2 separate regions of the Zea mays genome follow, and region 2 is linked to region 1. A link is a contact called in public Hi-C data. All regions are on one chromosome and are shown on one strand. The core of a region is the stretch at or near the end of the contact, and the rest is flanking DNA. Distances in the headings are between cores, read along the strand shown.

Region 1 (2,996 bases), core at 79-2,578:
TGAGATACCAACATCCGTGTTGACTAGGGATGGCAATTTAATCCGTGGATTTGGATATCCGTCGGATATCCGACCCGATGGATAAGGATATGGATATGTTTTTTGACCCGCGGGTTAGACCCGTATCCGATCCGAGATAAAGTGGGCATGGATTTGTATATTAAATCTCACTCGCGGGTAATCCGTTGGATATCCGAAATTAACCATTAGTCCATTATTGCCAGGATGAACATGATTCTACTATCATTGACTAAAAAAATTCAAACATAGCTACTATAGCGCTAGCTCAAGTGCTCAACACTACACTTGGGTCGGATCAATATTGATTGTCATGTATTTGTTTTCATGTTGAGACATGTAGACATGTATTTTTATCATGTTGAGAATGTTGCTTGTTGAAGGACATGTATATTTGTTTAATTTTTTTATTAAATTTTAAGTTATGTATGATGTTGAATTGGGAAGAAATTTGATTAATTATGTTATTCAATTGCTAAAAATGGTTCTTTATCATATCCGATGGATATCCAATGGATATTCGAAACCCGATGGTGGATATGGATATGAATTTCTACCCGTGGATATAGTCACGAGCGGATATTATCTATGACCGTGGATATGTCTGCGGGCGGATATTTCCAATATCCGATCCGTTGCCATCTTACGTGCTGTATATATAATGAAGGAAATCGATCCCATAAATATGTTTTTAAAGAACCTCAGAAATAGATGAGGTAGATTAAAATGACTCGTTCTCAGTCTTACCATTTTTTAGATCATCCAATGGTAGTAGGGGTGGATATCGAGCCAGCTCGGCTCGGCTCGACCGAGCTCGAGCTAGCTCGTTAAGAGAACGAGCTGGCTCGGCTCGGCTCATTAAGCAACCGAGCCAGAGAACCAGCTCGGCTCGGCTCGTTTAGCTCGCGAGCCACAACAAAAAATAGTATACATGTATATATACAACAATATAATCAATTGCTAGTTAATTTCATACTAATTTAACACTAGAAAAGACTAACAATACTCATAATTTTATATATCATATCATTTAAGCCCTAAACTAACATAGTTCATCACTTATTAATTCATCCAATACAAGTATAGACTTTGTTTTATAGATAAATGCTAGCTCATTCGAGCTGGCTCATTAACGAACTGAGCTGAGAAGTTAGCTCAGCTCGTGATAAAATTGAAACAAGCCAAGTCGAGTCAATTCAAGCTGACCACGAGTCGAGCGAGCTCACGAGCCACGAGTACTTTGCCCAGCCCTAAATGGCAGCCCACGTCCAACATAAGGGTCCAAAATCCAAGGCCCGTCAAAAGCCCTGCCCGGCTGCCCCTCCATATCCCTTCGCCTTCGTCAGTTCCTACCTGCCCCCAGCCTTCTCTCCCACCTCCAATGGCGCTGCTCTTGCCACCTCCCGCCCTCTCCACGACGCCTCCATTTCTCTCCGCTCCCCGACCAGCACGGCTACCCTGTCTCAGATGCACTAGAACTACCACCGCCACCTCAAGCGTCTCCACCTGTCCTCCCGCATCGACGTCTTCTCCCTCGACCTCCTCGCCGGTGGCGTCGGACGGCGCAGTTGGAAGGAAGAGCAAGAATAAGAGCAGGCCCCTCAAGCCGAGTTTTGAGGAACAGGCCCTCCGCCGCTGGTCCGCCCGGGCACCTTCCCAGCGTGCCTCGGTCCCCTGGGAACAACCTCAGCAGCAGTCGCCTTTGCCGCCTTCGCTGCCGCACCGGGCTGGCCGAGGAAGTGGTGATGCGGGCGATCAAAAACGCAGTGGTGGAGGCTCAAGCGCAACGTTGCGCTCCATCGTGGACTACTTTGCTGGCGGCTCCTCCGATGACGAAGGAGTTCGAGTAGAGGAAGGGGCGTGCGACACCACCGCAGTACCGGACCAAGCGGCACGGGAGCAGGACGATGGATCGCATTTTCGGCCGAGCTATCTGCTTGGGAGCCACCCATTCTCTGCGCCATGGATTCACAGGGAGGAATCGACCAATGATAGGGGGGTTTCCGGTCCGGTGGCCGAAGAGGAGGAAAGGTTGGACATTCGTGATGCTTCTGATGATGAACTGGGCTTGGTGGATGAGGATAAGGAAGAGACGGATAATGGTGAGGAGCTTCTTACTGGGGGTTTAGAAGATGAATTTTATGATGATTATGCCACACCAACTATGAATTCTTCATATGGAGTGGATTTGTCAGTGGACAAAGATGCTTATGGTAGCAGGTTCGATAGGAGTATGATGCAGAGCAGTGTAAACACCATAGTTAAAACATTGAGGAATTCGATGGAGGAAAGTGACCCGAATGCCACGGTTGAGTTGTCTAATGCAGAAGATTTTGTCCAGAAATTGGGCCCTGCACTCCTGCCATGGGAAAGGGAGGAGGAAGATGATGAGGCATTCAGCGGTGGCAGGGCGGTGAGGCGCAGCAACACGGAGCTGGCCGAGAGGTCTATTCCAGAGCCTGAACTGCGGAGGCTTAGGGACACGGCGTTGAGGATGAAGGAGAGGATAAAGGTTGGGCCAGGGGGTGTTACTCAAGACATAGTGGAGAGCATCCACAGGAAATGGAAGGTGGATGAGGTGGTCAAGATGAGGTTTGAAGGCCCTCCAAGCCTGAACATGAAGAGAACTCATGATTTACTAGAGGTGTATAATTTTATGGTTCATTTTTATCTGTTGTTTTTCAATCCAATGAAAAATGGTTAGAATTTGTGATCTTGATCTTGCTTTTGTCATGCAGGACAGGACTGGGGGAGTTGTTATATGGAGGTCAGGGAGATCAGTTGTGTTGTATAGGGGAATGAATTACAACTTTCAATGTGTGCAGTCATATGCTAAATTTATAGAAATTGATTCGGGTAAGGGAGTTAGCGATGCTAATAGTGCTGTATTGAGCCATGATGGTCACAACTTACAGGCCTCAAGAGCAGATGGCATGAAGAGTTTAACGTCTACTGGCAATTTTTCTCTGGAGTCCTCT
Region 2 (3,053 bases), core at 537-3,036, 350 kb after region 1:
AGTATATGGGCTGAATGGTTTTTTGGTGAATTACATCCAACGTCTTTGGTATGAAGGATAACACATTCTATTGGTAAGTAGCTAAAGTTGTACTTAGCTTCAGTTGGCAAAAATGATCAATACACAGGGCAAAAGATATACTATAAAAAACACTATAAAAAGTGCAAATATGTGAGTTGATTCTAGGCACCGTTACTGTCCTTTCTTCTTATCCTCCAGTTTCCTGCTCTCCATTCCTTTTCATATATTTAATATACGGGGTACTAAATATGAAGTAACATCATTCTAGATAGTTTTACCATCCTTCTTCGCGTGGGGACTGGAATGGTGCTCCATCTTAGTATGAACAGCTCCGGCAAGGGCCTCGATCTCTTCCTTTGCTCGCTCAAGCAGATTGGGACCCTTCACCGTTTCCACAGGTGTTTTCTCAGTTATATCACTACTTGTTCCGTGAGTCTCCTTGTCATGAACTTTGTCTTTGTTCATGGCACTTCCCATTCAAAGCAGAGTACTTTCTCCTCCGTGGTCCACTGTGCCTGAAAATGAAAGAGCTTCCACGCATCAGGAAAAGCAAGGTAAAATTTGGGACCTGCACTTGGAGAAGGGACACATAAACCACAGTGCAAACAGTTCATTGCAACAGAAGAAAATGGGGGTTGCCAGCTTGCAATACAAGGATTAACCACCCACCTAACAGTAAATTGAGAGTTCTGAGTAAAAAGCTTACTCCCTCTACTTCAAAATACATGATGTTTAGGGCATCAACATGTTCTACAAGGTGACACATAGACTATAAATTTCTATGAAAAATATAGCATTTAAAATAAAAACGTAACTAAATAATATAACATGGTTCAATTTCTCGACCGGAAAGGGCGAGAAACCGGTAAATTTCTCGTCCCCGCTCCGGTTTTTGCTCTATTCCGGTTCCAAATTTTAAAATACAAAAGTCAATCTTTGTTTTGATCAAAACGATATTTCGGAACAGTAAAAACGAAAAGGTGAACCCTGTAATATAAGTACCTTTTTGTGATGAATGTAGTACTATCTACCCTACATTGTCAATGTATACAATTCTCACATGGTGTATATTAGTGTCTTGAAAAAGAACTGACCAGGAATGCTAAAATGACACCTATTTAGAATCAGAGGGGGTATTGGATAGTAAGCAGCCGCCAAACCACCAGCAATCATCTAACAAAGGTGCATAAAACTGACATGATTTAATGGACACCTCCATCCCCATTACAGATTGCCTAGGAAAGAAGCCAGTGCTTTGGTTGGATATTTCAGAATCAAGGACGCAGGGTGCTCACCTTAGAATCCAGGGTAGTTTTTTCAGCGAGTCTCGAGAAAACATTTTTTTCAGTGAATCTGGAAGACCCGCCATATTACAGATTATGACTTACCCGATTCGGTAACAGGAACTGATATAATACTCGGTTCCGGACGCAAAGAATACTCTTCATCCATTCAATAGGCAGAAGTTTTTCCCTTTCTCTAAATCGTCAATGGAAGCATGAGCGCTGCTACAAATCAATCATTCCTACAGCGGTACAGCCTACTGCGCTAAGATCATGCGAACACCATGTCTCAAGTTGGTCCTCACGTCGATGCCAATGAACACAAAAAAACCAGAGAGAGAGAGAGAGACGAACGGGGGATAGTTGGAGGAAGAGGGGGAAGGGGGGCACTTGCCTGTCGTCGCCGGTGGGGCTAGCCGGCGCCCGGCGAAGTCGATTGTCCCTGCCTCCCTGGGGAGGCGAGCAGGTGCAGAGATGCAGGATCGAGAGACAGCGCACGTTCGGGCAAAGGAAACGGACGAAACAATGGGTATATTCCTCAGCCCGGCCTATAGATGGCCAGCCGGGCCGGGATAAACGGGTCGGCCCGAAGCACGGCACGACCCGTAGTGCCTGGGCACGACACGGCACGGCTAGTGTCGGGCCCGTGCCGGCACGGCCCGATAGGTAGTGCCGTGCCTGGGCCGAGCATCAGGCACGCTGGGCCGGCACGATTAGCCTCTAGGCATGGTTAGACACGATTATGCATGATTAGATCCAAACACGACTAGTTAGCTGTGTGTTGTACTCTTTTTTCTTATCTAGGGTTTTCTCACAATGGTGAGTTTTTACCTAAATAGGTTTTTAATGAGTCAGCCATTGCACTAAACAGTTCAATATTAGCTATTTTAGTATGTTTTAACTGTGTTTGTGAATATCTGACTAAAATTCTGTGGTATAGTGCTAAACGGGCTATATGGGCTAAACGGGCTAAATGGGCTAAACGGGCCGGCACGGCACGGCTAAGCAGGCTTAGTGCCGTGCTTGGGCCTGGCCTTAGGCACTAGTGCCGTGCCGGCACGGCACGGCTATTAAACGGGCCAAACGGATCGTACCCTAACCGTGCCGTGCCCGGGCCGGGCCGTGCCGTGCCGCCCATTTGGCCATCTCTAGCCCGGCCCAATCGAGCCCACAGCCTATTGAATAGTGGTTCACATTGTCAAGACATTTCACCGACATGCGGGACCGGATGACATTAGGCCCATCTGTCAGTTGACGTGCGCCTTTCCGATTACGGAAAGCGTTGGAGCTTTCTCTGCCACCAGACGCTCAGGGGCACCCCGGGCCTACCTGCCAGCGTCGGTCAGAGACCCGCCTCCGTCTCTGAATCGGCCGCTGCCGCTACCGCCGCCGGCGGCGACGACCATGCCCCGCGCCGCTACGGGTGCGATCACTGCGGCGTTCCTGCGCGCGCAGGCCCCGCACATGGCGCCGCTGGCATCGCGCATCGCGCGCGCGTTCCCCGGCCTCGCCACCGCCGCCGCGACGCGCTTCGCTCCCTCCTCGTCCGCGTCCTCGCCGCGGCTTGGCCTCGTCCCGCGCCTCCGATCCGGTGCGTCAAGCGCTCCAAGTTGTACAAAAATTTACGGCCTGCGCGGCCGCGTATCAGCTGCTCGACGTAACGCCGCCTGGTTGTTTCCTTACCTGTTTCTCTTCCAGCGCGCTCCTTCTCCGGCGCCCGTGCGTCTCCCGTTAGCGGCGCGGTTTCTG

Evidence for each region. A called contact is a pair of places that touch in the nucleus more often than the background predicts.
Region 2: a Hi-C map of leaf shows a contact between it and region 1, with 8 times the contacts expected there. The contact joins the promoter of LOC100501056 here to the promoter of LOC103632644 in region 1. A contact is called at or near these places in 5 of 25 Hi-C or Micro-C datasets (ear, endosperm, leaf and 1 more).

Annotation. Positions count from the first base shown.
Region 1 is chr7:102,780,987-102,783,982 of Zm-B73-REFERENCE-NAM-5.0, forward strand. It overlaps LOC103632644 (CRM-domain containing factor CFM3, chloroplastic/mitochondrial), which reads left to right and starts at 1,329. Exons shown (of 9, transcript XM_008654395.2): 1 at 1,329-2,662; 2 at 2,757-2,996. The coding sequence starts at 1,400.
Region 2 is chr7:103,127,202-103,130,254 of Zm-B73-REFERENCE-NAM-5.0, forward strand. LOC100501056 reads right to left here and starts at 1,787. Exons shown (of 3, transcript NM_001195894.1): 1 at 1,699-1,787; 2 at 300-536. The coding sequence starts at 498. It overlaps LOC100276574, which reads left to right and starts at 2,538. Exons shown (of 12, transcript NM_001150330.2): 1 at 2,538-2,895; 2 at 3,003-3,053. The coding sequence starts at 2,709.